Regions from separate parts of the Mus musculus genome. Here all the other regions are linked to region 3. The links are chromatin contacts, called in public HiCAR-type and promoter capture Hi-C maps. All regions are on one chromosome and are shown on one strand. Each heading gives the region's core, a stretch centred on a gene start, on an enhancer-like site or on the middle of the called end of the contact. The rest is flanking DNA. Distances are from core to core; before and after follow the strand shown. Region 1 holds the start of 4930524O08Rik (RIKEN cDNA 4930524O08 gene). Region 2 holds the start of Rwdd2a (RWD domain containing 2A). Region 3 holds the start of Zfp949 (zinc finger protein 949). Region 4 holds the start of Ctsh (cathepsin H). Region 5 holds the start of Snap91 (synaptosomal-associated protein 91). Region 6 holds the start of Tbc1d2b (TBC1 domain family, member 2B).

Region 1 (3,441 bases), core at 98-2,597, 1.3 Mb after region 3:
GGTAATTTCTCACGTATCCAGGACACCCTCATACAGAAGACTTGGGGTGGGGATCAGGTAAGTGGTGGGAAGTCACTGGTGCCCCAGTGTTGATAAACTGTTCTGTGGGTGTGGCCCTATGTTATTGTGCAGGGAGGGGGGGCCAGGAGAGCTGCCAGTCTCCAGGCCTTGTAAGGAACAGAGAGGACATGTGGACTTCTGCATGAGTGACTTGCCAAGCCCAGTGACAGATCAAAGCAAGGTGTGGGCCAGGGAATGTCAAGATAAGATCCTGTCACCAGGAAATGAGAAACTGAAGAGGAGAGTTATGGGTTGTCCGAAACTGCTATACAGCCAGAAATTCAGTCCAGAAACTGGGACAAGGACCTCAGTCAGACACCTTGGGGACGTGCTCAGAATGCTCTAGTGGACACACCAGTGGCTCCAACAGTTGGGCATGATGTCTCCTGAGGTGCTGAGTGCCCCTCGTCAGTCCTGTGAGTGCCACATGGGCCAGCTGCAAATCACAATTAAAAGCCCAGCGATTCCGTGGTGTCTGGGAGAGGACTAGACATTGTCTTCAGTGAAGGTGTGTGCTCTCCTGTAACAACACCTTTGCAGCCATGTCTCTGTAAGCAACACTAACAAAACTCAGTAGTTCCTCTTTGTAAAGAAGACATGAATGTAACATTGTGGGGCCTAGCTGGGGTGGGAGGAAGGCTCAGCAGGAGAGGCAAAGTGACAGGAAAGGGTAATGGAGGTGACTAGGAGTAAAATACGTGCTATATATGTAAGAGACTGTCATAATAAAACCCATTATCATGCCTAAGTAACATATGCTAAATTTTTTAAAAAACTACATAGTAAAACTTAGAGGAAAATATGCCACACACAGATATACACATGCATTCATACATACATATATAAATATATACACATATACATATATACACAATACATAAATGCACACACATAGATACATACACCCACATATATGCAAACACATAAGCAAATATACACACACACAAATATATACACATATATACTCACATGGACACGCACACAGCCCCACCATCAACACCTTTTCTGGTATGCGATAAGTCACTCTCCAGTTCCAAGACTCAGTTTCTGTAAGTACATGGTGATAACAGGCCTACTTCCCAGAGCTATTGTGAGAATCAAGTGAACTAACCGTGGTGACTTAGCCTCCCTCTTCCACCTCTACTCATGATTTGCAAAAAGGAGACAGAACCGGTCACCGATTCCGTGGCAGTGTGAAACTGACTAGAAACTGAAGCCAGCCATCATCCATCCTTGTAGCTTAACAGAGCCCGCCAGGACTGCCTGTTGTCAGTTCCTGTCTTTGGAGTTCCCAGGGATCACGTTGGGATTACAGGACAGGAAAACCAGCAGGCAGAGGTATACAGAGCTGAGACCATTTGCCCTGGTTGTCAGTTCTGATCTAGGGGACTTGGCTTTTTTTGTTGTTTGTTTGTTTGTTTGTTTGTTGTTTTCTTCATTTTTCTTTGGCTTTTAAAGCACGTCTACTCAGTATTGGTGACCAAAAAGGAGCCCGATGTGAGCGTTCTGAAGGTAAGGCCTCTCCCCTGAAGCTTTATCACTAATGCACTCAAAGCGGCAAAGCCACCTCAAGAAACGCAGACAAAACACTGGACCTTTGTCTCCTACAACTGCTGGTCTGCACAAATGCTCCCTAGACCTCAGGGGATTTCACAGACCTCCTAGATGCCAGGTTGAAGGCTGACAGTGCCCATCCCCCATCACTGCAGTTATGTAAGCCTGCTTCCGGTAAAAGGCCCTGGCGAAAATCACACGCAGTTAGTGGCATCGCCAAGGGAACATTGTCCATCATGTCTCTTTGGGCCTCCTGATGCTCCACTCGATGTGAGAATATGAGGATCAATCAAGAGAAGAGACTAACCTCGAGACAGAGCACTAAATCGAGCAGAAAACAGGAAGGCCTGTCTTGGGCCTCCATTTGCGTAAACCTACAGACGCCATCAACTCCTCCAACAGCCAAGGCCTTTTCTGACCACAAGGGGGCGCCCGCATCATGCTTTAATATAGTACGTGCTTGGGATGTTGAGAGCGTGGAAGACTGCAGTCTCAAAATACAGATAGGGAAACTGAGGCCAGGAGAAAGCAAAGGGTTCCTAAGTCATTCTGGGTAATTTTCTTCTCTGTGATCTTCACTCCCATTAAATTGAGTCATGGCTTCCACCAAGGAATACGTTTTACGGATATTCCTCCGACACCCGGATGAAGAATGCTACTTGCAGACCGCCCCACAAGAGGGAGCACCTGTGAGCCTCTGAGCCCTATACCCACCACGAGCCTTAGACAGAATGAGCTTCGTACAAGATTTTGATCCAGGGATTCTGGCTGGGATGTGGAAATTGCTAGTCTAGGTAGTCTCAGAGGAGACCCACCATCCAGAAGCTTCCCAGATCTAATCCAGAAATGTCTGCAGCTTCCAACATCTAGAGAAGCCTCCGTGAAAAATTCTGCAGGCAACAAGGGTTAAAACCAAGTCGTTCACTTCAGACAGTACTGTCACAAGGCCAAGACAGTCATCAGGGATTGTCACTCAGAGTAACGCTGCTATTTACTCTGCTTGTCCCAATTATCCATCACTGTTTACAAGTAAAGAAAATGACTGTGATGTCGACTCTGACAACCTAGAATGAGCTGGGAAGAAGGTTTTAATGAGGAATTATTTAGATTAGGTTGGCCTGGGGCTATGAAGGAGTTTCGTAATTGGGTGAATTGAGTTGGGAAGACCAACTCATGTAGAAAGCAGGAGGCACCATTTATGGGGTAGGTCCAGGAATGAATGGGTAGAGAGAGGGCTAAGCACTGTCTTACACGTAATTAATGTTTTATCTGTTTCTGTTTAGGGACGTAAGGGGACAAGCTGCTGCTGTTGTAGTTGACCTGTGAACCCTTTCTTCCCTAGCTTGCATTTGTCGGGTACAATGAGGTTCATGGTGTTTAAGAGAGATGTTCTCAGGGATAAAATTACTTCGTTCCCCAGTTTCTCTAGAGAACCCTCACATAAAAAGCAGGAACTGGTGGGTACCTGCTGAGCAGACACCCCAGACTCTTCCAGCGGCTCAGTGACTGCCTCACCGTTTGCACATGTCCCGGCTCTCCACTTATGCCCAGTTCTTCATCCTTACCACCAGGAACTCTGTAGACATTCCCAGATCTGTTTCCTTGGCATGAGTCAGCCTCCCAGAGACAGCCGGGGCCAGCCTGGTGACTGCATAGGGCAGAAGGCTGCCCAGGATTTGTGCCTTCACCATGGCAAGGTGACAAGGAGATTCCTGAGAAGGTGTGTGGTTTCTTCTACATTAGATATTTGGATCCCTGAGGGAAGCAATCTCTTCTAGACCACATGAAAAACAGGCAAGAGTGCCCGAGCACGTACTCACCATTCAG
Region 2 (3,155 bases), core at 339-2,838, 2.0 Mb before region 3:
ATCCATGCCTACAAGAGTAAGAAATAAAAGAAGGGAAAGCTTTCAAGTACTGCTTGGTAAACTGCCAACTCAATGTAGCACATTTGTTTCAATGGGACCCTCTCCAGAGAACCACTTTTGGGAAGGCAGGGAAGAGAAAAGGAGACCCTGGAGTTAAAATTACCCAGAAGCCCCTGCCTAAACCATACCCTCCAGGACAGACTCGGGAGAGACACCAGCCACTGTCCACTCCTATTCCACTCTGTCTTCAGGATGAACTGTCCTAAAGTAATGCCATCACACCATCATTTTATGTTACAGAAGGGTCAACTCCCGGTGTGGGCCTCGGTTAATCATATAAAGTCTGGTGTGCGGCCAGTGAAAGGCTGAGGCTGAAGGTCAGAAACCTGGAATCCGTGTGGCTCTTTTGCTGTTCCTCTCAAGCTAGAAAGAAACAGTCCCAAAAGAAAAACAATGGACAGTCATTTCCTCTGGTCTGAGACCCAACCCCACCCCCACCCCCATCAGCTAGGCCATCTCACAGAAGCCTCACCAATCTCCATAAAGACAGGCATGGCAGCCTTCTAAAGTAACATCAAAAACAACTAACATCTACCATGCTACTTCCAACCTGTCATTTAAAAACAAGTGAGTGTGGGATACCTCCAATTCATTCAACTCGGGTTTTCCACTTCGGCCAGCGGTGTATTTGCAGAGCCACAAACTGTACTTCCTGGGTCAGCTCTATCCTAGTTTGCCCAGAGAGGGGGTGCTGTCCCTCCGCTAACAGCCACACCTCCTCGCTTTATTGTCCTTCCTTGCTTCTATACACAACACTACCAGAAGTGTGGGGAAATGTTTGCTTTTCTCCGGTTAGTAAAATAGATCATTCCCAAGCTACTTTAGTTATCAAACTTTTGTCCACAAGGACGAATATAATTTTGTAAAAAAAAAAAAAAATGACCCGTTGGTAATGTATCCCTATTATTCATAGGGGCGTCAACCACTCCTACGAAATTCAGAACTCTCAAAGGAAAATCACAGTCATAGAACAACGGCATGCTTCCACCCTTTAATGCATTTGGAGTTCTCGAACTAATTTCGATTAGGTATGGCAATGTTTATTAAAAGCCCTAACAGTGTTTGCTTCTTTCATTCAAACTGCCACCCTTGGGGATGCATCCTGCTCCGAGCTACTGATTGACTCGCGGCTCCGCGCACTACAGCGCGAGGACCTCAGGCACCTGGGCCGCGCGCAGCGTTGGATAGGTAGGTCCGGCAGTCATGCCCCAGCCTCAGCTGCCGATGAACCCCCACCCACAGCGGCCCGGCATTCTCCACGCCCGCTCACCTAGATCTGGAGCAAGAACGTTCTCTCCACAGGCGAGACGCGGCCGCGCAGTGCGCACCAAACCAACTCTCTCAGACCTCGCAGACGTGGCCCAGCTTTGCTTCCGGCCCGACGCCCCGCCCACACCAATCACAGCCCGGAAGGGCCGCTGAACCCGCCCCTGCACCACCAAGCCCCGCCCCGACCAATCGCGGCGGGTTGGTGTCTGTGGCCCCGCCCTATGCGCCAAGCCCCGCCCCCCAGCCGTCCGCGCGCTGCTCGCGCCCGCGGAACTGCGGCTGCGGTTCGGAGCGGGTTCGGGGCTGCTTGGCTTGAGTGATCTGAAAGGGTGAGGCTAAGGCGGCTAAGGCGGGCCGAAGGTTAGCTCCCGGGGTGGACAGCTGCGCCTTTCAGCCTGGGCCTCAGGGTCCCGGGTCCCTAAAGAACGGGAGCGTTGACGTCCCTCCGACCACCGAGATCACCTCCCAGCCCAGCCCCTGCCAGGCGAGGTCAGCGTCATCCCCGCGGGTCTTCACCCGCTTAGCCCTAGGCGTCACTTTATTAAGTGGAAATGGCTGAGACCCCTCCTCCCAGCCCCTGGCTCTGCGGTGGCGTCCCTATGCACCTGCGCGAGATGCTGCACCCCACTGCGGTCCGGGGAGGCTGTCCTCCGAGGGGGCCTGCGGATGGGGGCTGGCGGCGGGGATGACCTAGAGCCCTCCCCTCCGCACTGCAGGCATCCTTCCTAGCTGCGCAGGCTTGAGATCCAAGTGGGATTCCCGGGCCGGTCCCTGGTTTTCCCGGGATTGAGGCTGACCAGGAATACAGGTGTTTGCAACCACCGGCCACGAAATCTGTCACCCGAGCACCTGTTGAAAGCGCAGACTCCAGAATGGCCGGCAAGGGTGGGAAGGAGAGACAAGGATTCTGGGGTTTGAGGGAGCATTTTAAAGGATGTTGTGCGTACTAGATTGGGGGGGGGGGGCTAGGAGAGAAATCTAAAGTGTATGGATGCGTGCCCGTAGCTCTCTACAAACAGCGGGACTGCCTCTTAGAAAAGGGACCTTGGGAAAATTTCCTGGACACCAGTCGTCATTTACAACCCCATTATTTCTGGGCCTTTTCCAGGTTTCCAAGCCGGCTGATTTGGAGACATGTCAGGGTCAGTAAAAGAAAGCCTTCAGCTTCAGCTGCTGGAGATGGAAATGCTGTTTTCTATGTTTCCTAATCAAGGAGAAGTAAAACTCGAAGATGTAAACGCCCTAACAAACATAAAGAGGTATCTGGAAGGCACCAGGGAGGCGCTCCCACCCAACATCGAATTTGTCATCACGCTCCAAATTGAGGAGCCCAAGGTGGGTGCTTTCATTGGTCCTAAGTGTTTCTGGGTGCCTATCGTGTTTTGCTTTTAATGTGTATGCGTGTTTCCCCCTCATGTATGTCTGTTCATCATGTGCATGCAGTGCCCCCTGGAGGCCAGAACTGCATGTGGGAACCTAGAATTGGACCCTGATCCTCTGGAAGAGCAGCCAGTGCTCTTAATGGCATAGCCCCAGGTATCCACTTGTTAACTGGAAAACCCAAAGCATGAGCTTCCTGTCCAGGTAACAAATAGACAATTTCAAATCCCAGGATGCGTTTGGAAGGAAAATGTACCAAACATGAGATGGTCCATAAATTCAGACAGACTTTAATGAAGTTAATGAGTGTTTAGGATTTCATCGGTTTTCAATGACACTGAATGTGCATAGTAACTACACATACAAAACCTAAATGTTAAATATAAACTTACCTCCTTGCTCTGGACCCTTTAGTCCTAGGAACATTAGCAGAGCAGGTACCATGT
Region 3 (3,532 bases), core at 877-3,376:
ATAAGAGGATGTTCATTTATTTAGGGTTTTGGAAATAGGATTTCTCTGTGCAGCTCTGAGTAGTTCTGGAACTCACTGTGTAGATCAGGCTGGCCTGGAACTCAGAGGTCTGATAGCTATGCCTGGCTATAAAAGGATTTTTATAGGTTATACAAAATTCAAATTATTATTTCTGTTTGTGATTTATTCAAGAGCTTCTTTAGCTTAGAGTTCAATTTCCTGCAGAGCACGGTGGTACACACCTTTAACCCAACACTCAGGAGGCAGAGGTTGGCAGATTTCTGTGAGGTAAAACCAGTTTGATACATGCAATGAGTTCTAGGATATCCAGGGCTATATAGAGAAACCCTGTCTCAGGCAAAAAGATAAAAATAAAACTTAATTACCATTTTATTAACACCATATTCAGGGCTACAGTCATCTCAAGCTCCACTTGAGCCGGATCTTAGTTTCCAAGACTATTCCCATGGCGCCCTCTACAGCCCAATCTGCAAAATGGCATTTGGCTTCCTTCAGGCCAAATGATAAAGAGGAAGAAAGAATGCACAAATAGAGGCTACAGGTACAGTTTCTGTATAAGACAGTCCTCCAAATGACACTTCATTATTTTATTTGTTAGGAGTAAGTTATTCAGAGCCAGGCCTGGTGGTGCATACCTTTAATCTCAGCACTTGGAATGTAGAAGACAAGCAGATTCCTGTAGGTTTGAAGCCTTTATGTCTTTCACTCTACAAATAGAAACATTTTCACGGAACTTTATTGAGATTATAGTGATATTTAGTTTATGTTGAAAAATTCATCTTAATAATGTGTAATGTATCAACTCTGGGCAGGGATTGTTTAAATTTATTTAGATTTTGTTTGACTCCTGAGTATGTCTCCCCCCCCCCCCCCCTTTTTTTTTTGAGACAGATTTTACTGTGTCGTTCTGGCTGTCCTGGAATTCACTATTCTGTTGACCAGGCTGGCCTCAAACGCTTTTTTTTTTTTCCTGACTCTGGAGTGCTGGGATTAAAGGCATGCGCCACCACATTCAGTTTGAATTTGTTCATTTTTGAAGATTTAAAAAAATTATCTCGCCAGGCAGTGGGGGCGCACGCCTTTAATCCCAGCACTCGAGAGGCAGAGGCAGGCGGATTTCTGAGTTTGAGGCCAGCCTGGTCTACAGAGTGAGTTCCAGGACAGCCAGGACTACACAGAGAAATCCCGACTCAAAAAAACAAAACAAAACACATTTCAATTTTAGTAAGTGATTTTTTTCATTTCAAATTCAAATTATTTCTAAGCATTATTGGCAACACACAACATAACTTTTGTCTCTTGTCAATTCATATAGTTTGTGGTTTCTTCCTATTACAATGGAAGTCCAACATGTTGGTTCGATTTCAAAATGAACTTGAAAATTACTGTGTGCTGTACCAGAATGCTCAATTTGACGATACACTAGTGATGTAAATGGTTCATAGGATTTAAGAAACACGAAGCGTTCAGCTTCCTGCAGTGCTCTGTACAGCCAGAAGAGAGCCCCAGACCTTAGTAGGCTCTGAGACCTTAGCATAGCTGACTCCTGGACAAAAATACTATTCAGGCTGTAAAACTCAGCATGTAGACAGCGCCATCTGCCAAAACTATAACAAAAACCTAATCCATCAAAGTCCATAGTTACGGGAAAGTCTCTAAATGTACTAACCTTGCCTTCTGGCTTCTGAAGTTCTGCGTCTGGCTAATTGTTCTGAACTGAAATATATCAATCTGGGACATGGATTTTGTGGGGCTTCTCTGATCTCCTGAACATCAAGGGTAGTTGCAGTCTGGATAATAAGACTTTTTATTGGCTTAAACCCATGTTTAGTAGTCTTCTCTGGTGACTACCCTACAAAAGATATCACACCGATTTTCTAAGGCTCCACGTCTCCCACAGAGATATTTGGTCTGATTCTAGGATGAACACACTGAAGCTTCCTTCTCAGGTTCTATACTACTTTGGGATACTTGGGGTTCACATGAGAGAAAGGTGAAGGAATTTCATATCGCGATTATCAGATAGGTACTTGATCTGAATCTTGGTAATTCGATAGTGGACCCGGTGGAAAAATGTCCTTCTATACTTACCATAGTTTCCCAGAGGCTCATGGGTAATGTAGTCCCTAACATACAAGGCCCTCCCACACAGGAGCAGGTAAACAGCTCTGACATTTGGCTGGTAGGCATCTCTGTGTCCTGCGCTCTCTTGGCAGCTACCGCATAGAAAGTCGCATCCAGGCTCTGTGCTGACGCCTTTGCTCAGGCTGTGCGTTTCTTGCAGGGTTTCTGAAGGCGGGTGGGAAAGACGAAAAGAGGAGAGTGGTCTCGGAACCTTCGGGAAGCGGGACCCGTGCCTTCTACTTCAGTGGAAACAGAAACATAGGTGGGTCTTGGAGGAGGGACTGAGTCGCAGTTCGAGGGCGGACCGCAGCGGCTCAGGGGAAGGTGACTGTGAGACCCATCGTTCCCAGTCGGAACAGTCGGCCTGAACAGGGCTTTAATGGTTGCTTTATCCGAAGACTGCGCTAGGAGTATTTGGATCTGTGATTCCATCAGTCCAAAAGGGCCAACACGGACGCTCTGCCAAGGAGGTGAGAGCCCAAGATGGCGACTTGGGGGTGAGGGCGGTTCATGTCTGTGGATTGTCAGGGCCGGGAAGCCTCCTGTGTGAGCTCACATTCCAGTAAAGAATCTTGCTACCTGCTTGGCATCCATTTTTTGGGAGAGTTGGGGTGGAGAAAGATCGTTAATCTGAGACCGGATTACAAAACTGGGAATTTTCACACGACCCAGAAATCCCAAACTGCGAGCCTGGGAAAATTGTAAGTTGATACCACGGTGCTGGAGCCGGAAGGGGGAGGTCTGTGACCCACACATCTGTAAGAAAGAGGGTGGTTTTTATCCCAATGAATTGGCCTGAAATTCCTAGAGAAATTCTCCCGTAGTGACTGTACCCTTATGTGTATTGGCAATTGTATTCGTCAGTTTTCCTGTCTTTATGAAGTGATGTTTTTGGCACTTGAGGTTTGAGCTCTTAGAACAGTGGTTCTCCACATGTGGATTCTCAACCTGAAAGGGTTGGGGGTGGGTGGGTAGTGTCAAACGGCCCTTTCACAGGGGTTGACTATCACATAGATATCCTGCATATCAGAAGTTTACATTAGGATTCATAACATTGAGCAAAATTACTAATAATCTAATAATCATTAAAAATAATGTTATGGCTGAGGGTCACCACAGCATGAGGAACTGTAGTAAAGAGTTGCAGCATTAGGAAGGTTGAGAAACACTGTCTGAGGCTTTGTTTAGTTTCTGAAAATGTCTAGTACCAGAGATAAGAGGTTATCTCAGAAGATTCTAGTATTGTTATAGGAACATTTTCCTGGGAACAAAGTGGGGAGGTTTCATGTTCTGAAGAGGGTGTGCAACTGTAGCAATCCCATCCCCCTAGTGAGGAGGAAGACCATTAATAACAGACCAGGAGGCCCTGGGTCCTGGTAGGGAATTT
Region 4 (3,309 bases), core at 694-3,193, 1.5 Mb after region 3:
TAGGGGTGTGGAATTCAGCATAGTGACACACTATTGGCTTATTTAAACATTAACAGAAAGATTACATGTTAGCAAAAGGGCATCAGAAAAAAACAAAAAAACAAACAAAAAAATGGTGGCGCACGCCTTTACTCCCAGCACTTGGGAGGCAGAGGCAGGTGGATTTCTGAGTTTGAGGCCAGCCTGGTCTACAAAGTGAGTTCCAGGACAGCCAGGGCTATACAGAGAAACCCTGTCTCAAAAAACCAAAACCAAAAAAAAAAAAAAAAAAAAAGGGCATCAGAACTTTGTTCCTGTGGGCTGGGGGCTTATCTTGCTCACATAGCAACCAGTTGATGTATGACTTTACCTGGCGTCAAGGGGCAGTAGACAGAGGGGAGGTTCCGGCCAGGTGGTGTTGACCCAGACAAGATAGCCCTGCTTGTACAATCAAGCTGTTCTTAGGACTGTCTTAACAACAGCCCTGTCTGTTCTGCTTTGTTCTCGGCCCCAGGCCTAGACTCATAGACAACTCTTTTACATGAATTACAAGATACAAAATCTCATTTTCTTTCAGAAACACATTGTCTTAGTCAGGGTTTCTATTCCTGCACAAACATCATGACCAAGAAGCAAGTTGGGGAGGAAAGGGTTTATTCGGCTTACACTTCCATACTGCTATTCATCACCAAGGAAGTCAGGACTGGAACTCAAGCAGGTCAGGAAGCAGGAGCTGATGCAGAGGCCATGGAGGGATGTTCCTTACTGGCTTGCTTCCCCTGGCTTGCTCAGCCTGCTCTCTTATAGAACCAAGACTACCAGCCCAGAGATGGTTCCACCCACAAGGGGCCTTTCCCCCTTGATCACTAATTGAGAAAATGCCTTACAGCTGGATCTCATGGAGGCATTTCCTCAATTGAAGCTTCTTTCTCTGTGATAACTCCAGCTGTGTCAAGTTGACACACAAAACCAGCCAGTACACACATCAAGTCAGATATCCTAAAATGGGAGCCCTTTGCACACTATCTGTCCTTGGAGCCATACTCCAGGCCTGTCAGAACCGATCAGTGTAGATTCAGTGTCCACATGTCCAGAGTATCTGAAAGACGTGCCTTTGTGTGGTGGCTTTTGGTTCGGTTTGTCTATTTGGCTATTTGGGGGGGGTGGGGGGGAGTGTGTGTGTGTGTTTATAGGAGTACTAGGCATTGAACTTATTCAAGGCTTATATGAGAGCCTTGTGCATGATGGACCATGCTCGCTGAGTTACATCCGTAGCCTCAGGGCTTCTTAAATAGAATTCTGAAAACTGGTCAAAGCCACTAGACCAGTAGTTTCAACCTCATTTTATGGTGATCCCCAAACCATTAGATTATTTTTGTTGCTATGTCATAACTGTACATTTGATACTATTATAAATTATAATATAAATATCTGTGTTTTTCGATGGTCTTAGGTGGCCCCTTTTAAAGGGTCATTTGACCCCCAGGTAGAGAACCACCTTACTATACTTAATTCTAAAAGACTTCTGGAATCTCTTCCCCCGGCACTAGAAAGACAGAATCTGACCAAAGAATCTCAGGAGAGGAAGGTCATTCTGCCTTCATCAAAATGCCATGGGCTGCCAGGAGAAACTTGTAAAGGAGGCTGAAACAGGAGGGTTACAAGTTCAAAGACAGCCTGGGCTATATGGGGACTGTAAGAAGAAAAAAAGAGCCAGGTGTGGTGGCGCACACCTTTAATCCCAGCACTTGGGAGGCAGAGGCAGGTGGATTTCTGAGTTCAAGGCCAGCCTGGTCTACAAAGTGAGTACAGAGAAACCCTGTCTCAAAAAACCAAAACAGAAGAAGAAGGAAGAAGAAGGAGGAAGGAGGAGGAAGCAACGCAAATGCCTGGAAGCAACCCAAATGCCTGTTGGGGGTGAGCAGTCCAGACAGCCCTCTGGTTAAGTCATTTCAAGCTATAGGGAAGGCCAGGGAGCTATGGTTCAAGAAACCTTCACGGAGACGGAGTTACCAGAGATGGGGACAGACAGGAAACTGGGGATTAGGCTGCGCTTCCTCCCACTTGGCAGGGACTAGCCTTCAGGGTCAGACCCTGAGAACCCTTCTTCCCAAGAGCAGGAGTGTAATGGCCACAGGGGGCAGGAGAGGAACCATCATCACCTAGGCGGAGGCCAGAGTCGCCCCACCTCCTTTCCACAGGCTGGGCTCAGAGGGCACTCGGTGGGACCGGGCAGTGAGCGCCGAGATGTGGGCTGCGCTGCCGCTGCTGTGCGCTGGGGCCTGGCTGCTGAGTACTGGGGCCACCGCCGAGCTGACCGTGAACGCCATAGGTAGGAGGGAGAAAGTGGGGCGCAGGGCTCCGAGGGCACCGGAGGGAGAACAGGGACGGGCTAGTCTCGGGGGACACGCGTCTTGCGTGATCCGAGGAACAGGCTGGCAGGTACCTAGAGTCCTTTTGGCTCAGATCTAGATACAGAAGCCTTCAGCCCCTTCTGCCGGACAGCTAAGGGCACAAAACTTTCCTGTCCCACCACGGGAGGGAGCGGGACATCCCAGCCTGTACTTTCCGTGGACTTGGCCTCCCCGGGGATCGCCCTGCCTGGGTTATTAGTCCGACTGTGCCGTGCTGGGGTGACTCCCTGCCCTGCGGAACATGGGGCACCCACAGAAGTTTTAACCCTAGCGTCTGTGGTGTGCCTGGAAAAAGCTGGCTCGGGAAAGTCGCCTCAACTCTTGGCAAAGTGCAACCGCAGGAGACTAACCAGTAAATATTTTACTGTGTACAACGTTGGTCTCTGTAGCAACTCCTAAAGGCTACAAACGAACCTTTGGAACCTGTGGAACGAACGCAGCTACGGGTAGCTGGTTCTAATAGATGTTTATTTATGGACAGTGAAAACAGAAGTTAAAGCGCGCCAGCCATTTTTAAGTGTAAAGAGCCGGTCAATCAAAGCCCCTGGCTGAGAGTAGATGGTGGTCTGGGATTTCCTAGCCCTGCTGATGGTCCTTCCGCAGGACACACAAAACTTCCTTTAAAAAAAAAAAAAAAGATTTTATTAGCATATATTAATTGTACTTAATAATAAGTTTCATTATTACATTTTCATGAGTGTTTATAATATATCCTGATATATTTCAGCCTTCATTACCCTCTATTGTTCCCCCTCCCATTTCTACTTTCTCTTACCAGCTTGTCTTTCTTTCTTTTTGGTTTTGTAACTCACTGGAACTAGGGCTTTCAGAGAGAGAGATAAATGCCACGTAGCAAATTCATATTGCTGTGCTGACTTGGGTCTCTGGGGATCTCCCGGGCAGTGTGAAGACATCC
Region 5 (3,535 bases), core at 804-3,303, 1.7 Mb before region 3:
GAGGTGGGAATATGAGCACGGGCAAATGTGTTTCTGTGCCAAGAGTGACATTTAACAATGAGCACCAACAAAGGGCAGAGGAGTCTAAGCAGGTCAAACAGATGTAGAGAGACTGTAGAATACTATTTGGGATAGTCTTGGGGGATACTCACTGCCTAAAGCAGGTTAAAGTCTTTCTAAGTATCACTTTCCCCTCCAGTAGCAAAAGACTAACTATACTAACAGCATGAAAAACTTCAGAAACATACAGCTCCCCAACCAGAATAAAGCTTTCTCCGGAGAGCCAATGATCATGGGAAATATTATGTATTAAATATTATGTTTTCATCTAAAACTGTACCACCTCTAAAGAGGAGAGGACATTCATTTTGTGAGCTGACCAGTTATCCCACCCAGCATTTTCTGAGAACAGGACAAAGGAAGTGTGCCAAGATGTTCAGAATGAAATCGCCATTATCTGCTCATTCAATAGCTTGGATTTATTTCAGTTCGGCTCAGTGTAGTGACATATGACACACGCGCGCACTCCCCCACACTCACACACAAATTCTGAGTAGCAGCAGAGGAAAAAGCAGGATTTTACGATTATCCAAAATGCTCTTAAGAAATTAGTGTCAAGAGTGGCCATCCACCCACCCATCAATCTCTCTGTCTCCCCATTGTGACCCTACCACCCCTCATTTCCTTTAACCTAACAGAGAGTGGAGAAAAAAAATGATTAAAAGGATGTAGCCCAAATGTACACTTTTATGCAACCGTGTGTGTGTGTGTGTGTGTGTGTGTGTTCCCTCCTCTAGGCTCTTGGAGGTCATCAGAAGAAAAAAACGGCTCGATAGACAAGGTTTCAGGGCCTATTCAAGGGGACACCTCCAAGGCCAGAGGCAGGAGCTCAGGATCTCAGGATCGACTCGATGGTGAGCCAGTTCCCAAGGCTTCTGGCAGTATTACAGACTGCCAAGGCCATGCCGCCGGCCTTTGAGCCCCTATGGTCACGCGCATGTCCCGCTTATATAAAAGGATGCTTACAGTCCAGGTGCTTCTTCTTGGGGCCCATCACCTCATGAGTGGTGGCTTTGCAGACTGCTCTTGCTACAGCAGAGCCAGTCACGCTGTACTGAGCGGCGGCGATCCGATCCGTGAGCGTTTGGCCCGACATCTTCACCGGCCGCGTCTACCGCCTCCTCTTCTGCAGGAAATAAGAGGAGATGGTCCGGCTTTCACCCGCACCGCCTTAGCTGGAGCGCCCGGCCTTGCCTGCTCCCTCCGCTCGGCGGTTCTCTCCTCCGCCGACCCCGCCCTGGCACCGCCTCTTGGGACCAGCGGCGCGCCAAGCCCAGTTGGTCCATCGAGGTCCAGGGCTGTCAGCCACCCGCAGGGTAGTCCTTGCATCGTGCCACGGTCCCGCTTTCCCACACCCTGAAGCGGTCACCACATCCCGGCTTCGCCCCCTGTCAAGCAGCACTGTCCGCGCAACCCTTTTCGGTGGTGCGAGACCCGGTGCGCGTCGGGGTTACCCCGGACGCCGCGCCCAGAAGCGCGCACCTTTCGCTGCCCCGAGCCGCAACGTGTCTCCCACAGCACCGCAGGGCCGCGGCCACCTCCTTTCTGTCCTGGGGCTGCGGCGGCAGCAACGACTCCTCTTCCCTCGCCCTCCATCCCTATAGTCGGGCCGCCCTGAGCCGCGATGCGCCTCACCCTTCTCCAGTCGGATCTCAGAGGGCGGACAGCCCAGGCCCCGCCCGGCCGCTAAAGCGCCACCGAGCTGTCACCCGGCCGCCTCTGCCCTTCTCCGCGCCCTAGGATTATCCCTCGAATCCCCGGGTCCTGGAGCAGGGGAGGGGACCCGTGCGGCCCAGCGTACTCACCCCGCCCCAGGAGCACCGCAGCCCGGACGCCGCGCGAGGTAGCTGAGTGCAGACACGCACCGCCCTGGTGTCCCCGGGCCGCGATGCCTGTAGCCCCGGCCCGGCCCCTGTCTCAGCTCCGCGGTCCCCGCGGTCCCCACCCGCCGCCGCCTCCGCCAGCGCCGCCGCGTCTCTCTAGCGCTCGGCGCAGCGTCCCCATCCCCGCCCCCACCTCAGCTGGAGCGCCTGCGACGAGTCAGGTGACGGCAGCCGACGAACCCGGGCCAGTCCTCTGCAGAACGCCAGCGGCCCCCTCCCTGTCGCTCCTGCTCGCCGCCCCCCTCGGAGCCGCGGCTTTAAACGGGAGGAGGGCCGCACGCGAGCATCCCTGGCGGGCGACGGCGGAGGAGGGGGTGGGACCGGAGGGGCGCCGCGGCTCTATGGCTTGCGTTCTTGCGCGCGCCCTGCGTCCCCGCGCGCACCCGCTGCGTCCCCGGGCGGACCTGGTGCGCGCGCGCCGCGCATACCTGCCGGGCAACTGCAGGATGCTCGGGGATCGCCGCGGGCGTGGGCCTGGGGAGAGGGAGGGCTGTGAAGGCCGAGGCAAGGGCGGCAGCGTGCGCTGCCAACAGAGCCCAGCCCCTTCTCCTAAGAAGCGTGCCTGTGACTAGCTGGCCTGTCCTCGGCAGTAGAGGCCCAGATGGGCAGGGCGATTTGAAATGTCAGATTCTGTGGCCACGCGACCGTTACCTGTGCACCCTCAGCTCCTTGAGGCTGCTCCACTAGTCTCAGTTACAACGGGGAGCCGAGTGGGCAGGTAATTCGAGCCGCTTTAGCCTTAAAGCAATACTGAGGTATGCGGTATAGACAAGTAGCAAAGCAATTAGCTGAATGCCAGATTACACTCGTCTTGTAATCATTTGCACCCTTAAACTGTAATTTTTGCCATTTAAATATGTCGGAACGTCTTATATTATTTGAATGTCGAGTGTTATTTGCATGGGATTGGAGTCGGTTAATAATTTCATGAGTTGACATTTGTAAAGGTCATTGTCTTAACTATTCTTTTAAATTCCCACGGTTAAGATCAGAAGTTCCCTTAGGTACTTCCCTGACATATTTTCTGGCTTTACACAGGTGACCTCTGTTCAGTCCCCCAAGGTCATATACGCCTACTTACACACATCAAGGTTCTGCCTTGTAGTTTTTCTCTTGGTCCGGTGTTCAATACCCAATCATAACTTCCTAACAGCTGGGGCTGATCCCAGCAGCAGCAATTAGAAACCTTGTTGACTAAAGAAAGAAAGATCAAGACCACCACCAAAAAGTTATGTACGTATTACTATATGACCCCCGCAGTCCTGCACAGTATTTACCCAATTGGGGGGGGGGGGAACCAGACACACACATTTTTCTCTTTAAACTTTCACTCAAAATTAGTAGCAGCTTATATAATGGCCCCACACTGGAGGAAAACCAGTCTATTGATAAATAGCTAAAGAAAACATGGCATATCCACACAACAGAATACTACTTAGCAATAACAAGACAGAAATGAACAACATGGATGAATTTGAGAACATACGATGCTTCATGAAAGAGGCCAAATCACCAGGACGTTATTTACTATTTTGATCCATTTATGTAACAGAGTAAGAAAGGTTTAAGTTCAAGACAGAAAATACACCAGA
Region 6 (3,379 bases), core at 855-3,354, 1.7 Mb after region 3:
GGTCAAAGACAGTGCCTGCTGTTTTAGATGTCTGCCAGGTAGTGCTTACAACGTGCCAGCCTTTTTCCGTAATGTTTCCTAGAGCCCTTGCTGCCATCCACAGGGCGGGGGGAGGGGGGGGTGGGTGGGTGGGGGCGGGGGAGGGGTGAAATTCCTATTAGACCAAAGCAGGAACTAGACAGAGAAGTGATAAAATGTGTCCAATCCACATGGTTGATGACTCAGGCTGCAAGTTCAAATCTATCCAGGTCCAAAGCCGTCCATTAAGCACTGTAACTTCACTTAGGCAGATGCTGCCGCTGCTTAGATGCTTTTAAAAAATGAAAGACCTGGTAGGGAGAGAGTTCTAAAGCTATCTGAGAGAATCTGAAACAGGAAGCTCAGTTTTCTTTTTTTCACAGGCAATTCCACCGGAAATTCACCAGGGTCCACATGTACACAGAGGGCAAGCATCTGCCTCTGACAAAGCTCCCTGTGGACGCTCTGGGAGCCAGTCCCAAGTTTACACAGACACTGAGTTACCTCAAGTTGAACTGCAGGCCTGCTTGGCTTCCTTTAGAGAAACATTTTATGCATCTGCTAGTGGGGGGGAACATCACAGCATCCCCCCCCCCTCCACCCCTGTTCCCCCAGTCAGACTCTGCTGAGTCGACAAAGCTCTGAGAAAGGGCTTCAGGGAACAGCTCCAGCTGCTGCACGGTCTGCAGAGCTCAGGAACAGTTGCATGCTCACAAGGCCACTCTCCACTTGGCCAGCTTTGAGAGGGCTGCTGCTTCAAGCCCAGCCCTGTGGCTCTGGAGAAAGCCCAGCTTGCAAGACGGAAGAGAAGCCAGAAAAAGGAGGGTGGAGACTCAGGGAACCAAGCGGGGAGCAAGGCCCAGAGTGAGAGGCAGCCCAGCCCTAGGCCAGGGGTCCAGGCCCTTGGGTGCTCCAAACAGGACCATTCCTAGGAGATGTCAAGGTCCTGGCCTTTAGAACTCTCAGCAACAGGGAAATGCTGCCCCGGGACTGGTGACCATTGCCAAGCCTCCAATACTCAAATCTCTCTGGGGAAGCCTAAGGAAGCCTCCCATAAGCTGAAGCAACCCCTCCCACCTTTTCCAAGAAGCAAGAGTGGGCACTGCTGGAGTACCCCGACCTCTCTAGAGGGGGCTGTGGCAAATTAGTTCCCGGGGCCCTGGTATCACTTGCCTCTGGCTATAGCACTCAATGTACCATATTTACTAAACACTTGAGAGTGGAAACCACTTAATCCCAATACTGTTGTCCCCACTTTACAGAGCAGGCAGCTGAAGCACAGAGGGGTCTTTCAGAGGACCCAAGGTCACAGGAGGAGTTATAAATTAGGCAGGGATGGAGGGTGGAAGCCTGCAACTGTGGGAGGGTCTCCCACAGCATCCAAGGAATGGTGAGCGTGGACACAGGAGGGAAGCGAGGAAAGGCGTATCGGGAGATAATGGGTCAAAGTGTCAAAAGATTAGCTGTGTAACCCCCAACCCTGACTCAGCCTCATAGTCCAAGCACAGGTAAAGGGCAAAAAAAGATAAGAATGAGGAAGGAATCAGAGTAGGCAGTGGCAAAGAGAGGCTTGGGCAGGACAGGAGGAGGCCTTTGGGACAAGGAAGGAAGGTGGAGGGGGAAATCTGCTGACGGGACACGAGTGGGCACCGGGGCGCGATCGTCCCACCTTGAGCACGGTGACTGCACCGGCGCTGTGCACCTGGAAGTGTGTGGGCGGATCTGCTCCGGGCTCCGCAGCCTCATCGCGGCCCTGGTAGCTGAAGCAGGCGTCGGCGATGTCCAGGTGGCCGAGCGGCAGAGCGTCCTGGGGACTCTTGAAGTAGTAGAGGTAGCAGCGGCGCGAGTCAAACACGAACCAGCGGCTGCGGTAGCCGCGCAACGGGCCCTTGCCCGACAGCTTCTGCAGGTAGCCGCACAGCCGCGAGGGCTCCCGTCCCGCCACCGCCCCAGCCTCCGAGCCTGTTCCCGGTACCGCTCCCTCACCACCACTGCAGCTCTCCTCCACGCCGTCCCCGGCCCCCGGCATGGCCTGCCGCCGGCGCCCGCGCCCGCGCTCCCGCCCCGCGCTCCTCCGGGCCGCCGCCGCAGCGCCCACCTCCCCGCGCCGCGCCCTCCGCAGGGCCGTGGCGCGCTGAGCAGCCTGGGACTTGTAGTCCCGCCCCCGCCGCGCCCCCGCAGCGTGGGTAGCCTGGGTTCTTTAGCGATCCAGGCTAGCTCCACCCGTCCTCTACTAGTTGTTTTTTTGGGCATTCAAGGTCCGCCCTATCCCGGGAGAAAAAGTTCTGTTTCTTTATGCGAGCGTGGATTCCACGAGTGGGTTTCTAAAAAAAAACTAAGGAAAGTCTACTTAACACTGCCCTGAACTCCGAATAAGCTTTGATTTTAAAATCCGTGTCCAGCCAGTCATAGGCTCATACTACGAAAATGAGAGCGCCTGTTGCCTGGTACAGAGTGGGTGTTCGGTAAATATTTGTAGAGTTTGTGAATGGAAGCCAAAGTATGTACTGCCTCTCTACATCCTGGTTTGTTCACTGAATGAAAAAAAATTTATGGAGGGCGTTCTGTGTAGGATTCACACACTGGAGACTTGGCAGTGACTTCCTAGCCTCATGGAGATTATATTCTAATAAAGCACAACAATAATTCACACATTTTAAAAGGCAAACAAATAGAAGTTGTTTTGCTGCACAAATGCCCTTATGACCTGGAAATAAGGATGGTTGCTTAAAATACCACTGTGCTGGTAGTGTTTTGTTGTCTTGACCCAAGCTATAGTCCTTTGGGAAAAAGGAATTTTAATTGGGGGGGGGGGGAAGCTGGCAAGTCTGGGAGGCATTTTCTTGATTGATGATTGATGTGGGAGGGTCCAGCCCACTGTGGACCGTGCCACCCCTGAGCAGGTGGTCCTGGATGAAGTAAGAAAGCAGGCTGGGGAAACAGTGACGGGCGAGTCATAAGAGGGCAAGCTGTGTGGAGCAGTCCTCCATAGTTCCTGCTTCCAGGTTCCTGCCTTTTGGTCATGGTTCTTTATTACAGCAATAGAGACCCTAACTATAAGACATCACTTGCCAGTGATTACTTGAGGGTGTCGGGAATGTAGGACTGAGACAAGCTCTCTCCACATAGCCTGGGCTGGCACTGAGCCTTGGATATCTTCCTGCCTCCACCTCCCAAGTGGTAGGATTACAGGAATGTGCTAGCCCCACCCAGCTTCCTAGTACTTCCTGTATCAACTTATTTGAACCCTCAGAACAACCTCACAAGGTGTTTTTAAGTGCTTAACAAAACAAAACATAGTAAAAGGATGGAGTTTGTAAAGGAAGATGAAGGTAAGCTACTTTTGTAGGTTGGTCAGAGG

Evidence for each region. Promoter capture Hi-C pulls out the DNA fragments that hold promoters and counts their contacts. HiCAR-type assays count read pairs that join an accessible place to other places.
Region 1: a promoter capture Hi-C map of pre-B cells shows a contact between it and region 3, with 5 times the contacts expected there. The contact joins the promoter of 4930524O08Rik here to the promoter of Zfp949 in region 3. A contact is called at or near these places in 4 of 39 promoter capture datasets (hippocampal neurons, liver and pre-B cells) and 2 of 115 datasets of contacts at active chromatin or transcription factors (astrocytes and pancreatic cancer cells).
Region 2: a promoter capture Hi-C map of pre-B cells shows a contact between it and region 3, with 4 times the contacts expected there. The contact joins the promoter of Rwdd2a here to the promoter of Zfp949 in region 3. A contact is called at or near these places in 2 of 39 promoter capture datasets (erythroid cells and pre-B cells), 3 of 115 datasets of contacts at active chromatin or transcription factors (astrocytes, large pre-B cells and pro-B cells) and 2 of 9 other capture datasets (adipose tissue and liver).
Region 4: a contact with region 3 is called in a promoter capture Hi-C map of cranial neural crest. The contact joins the promoter of Ctsh here to the promoter of Zfp949 in region 3. A contact is called at or near these places in 3 of 39 promoter capture datasets (cranial neural crest, hippocampal neurons and liver).
Region 5: a contact with region 3 is called in a HiCAR-type map of astrocytes, with 4 times the contacts expected there. The contact joins the promoter of Snap91 here to the promoter of Zfp949 in region 3. A contact is called at or near these places in 2 of 39 promoter capture datasets (embryonic stem cells and hippocampal neurons) and 1 of 115 datasets of contacts at active chromatin or transcription factors (astrocytes).
Region 6: a contact with region 3 is called in a promoter capture Hi-C map of erythroid cells, with 20 times the contacts expected there. The contact joins the promoter of Tbc1d2b here to the promoter of Zfp949 in region 3. A contact is called at or near these places in 3 of 39 promoter capture datasets (erythroid cells, liver and pre-B cells), 1 of 115 datasets of contacts at active chromatin or transcription factors (astrocytes) and 1 of 9 other capture datasets (adipose tissue).

What each region holds. Positions count from the first base shown.
Region 1 is chr9:89,825,172-89,828,612 of GRCm38.p6, forward strand. It overlaps 4930524O08Rik (RIKEN cDNA 4930524O08 gene), which reads left to right and starts at 1,348. Exons shown (of 6, transcript NR_040735.1): 1 at 1,348-2,066.
Region 2 is chr9:86,570,400-86,573,554 of GRCm38.p6, forward strand. Rwdd2a (RWD domain containing 2A) reads left to right here and starts at 1,589. Exons shown (of 3, transcript NM_001145969.1): 1 at 1,589-1,658; 2 at 2,438-2,664. The coding sequence starts at 2,464. It overlaps Pgm3 (phosphoglucomutase 3), which reads right to left and starts at 1,443. Exons shown (of 13, transcript NM_028352.4): 1 at 1,331-1,443; 2 at 1-8. The coding sequence starts at 6.
Region 3 is chr9:88,545,894-88,549,425 of GRCm38.p6, forward strand. Zfp949 (zinc finger protein 949) reads left to right here and starts at 2,127. Exons shown (of 6, transcript NM_001142943.1): 1 at 2,127-2,615.
Region 4 is chr9:90,052,324-90,055,632 of GRCm38.p6, forward strand. It overlaps Ctsh (cathepsin H), which reads left to right and starts at 1,944. Exons shown (of 12, transcript NM_007801.3): 1 at 1,944-2,311. The coding sequence starts at 2,227.
Region 5 is chr9:86,878,396-86,881,930 of GRCm38.p6, forward strand. It overlaps Snap91 (synaptosomal-associated protein 91), which reads right to left and starts at 2,054. Exons shown (of 30, transcript NM_013669.2): 1 at 1,866-2,054; 2 at 1,027-1,186. The coding sequence starts at 1,156.
Region 6 is chr9:90,268,665-90,272,043 of GRCm38.p6, forward strand. Tbc1d2b (TBC1 domain family, member 2B) reads right to left here and starts at 2,105. Exons shown (of 13, transcript NM_194334.2): 1 at 1,688-2,105. The coding sequence starts at 2,047.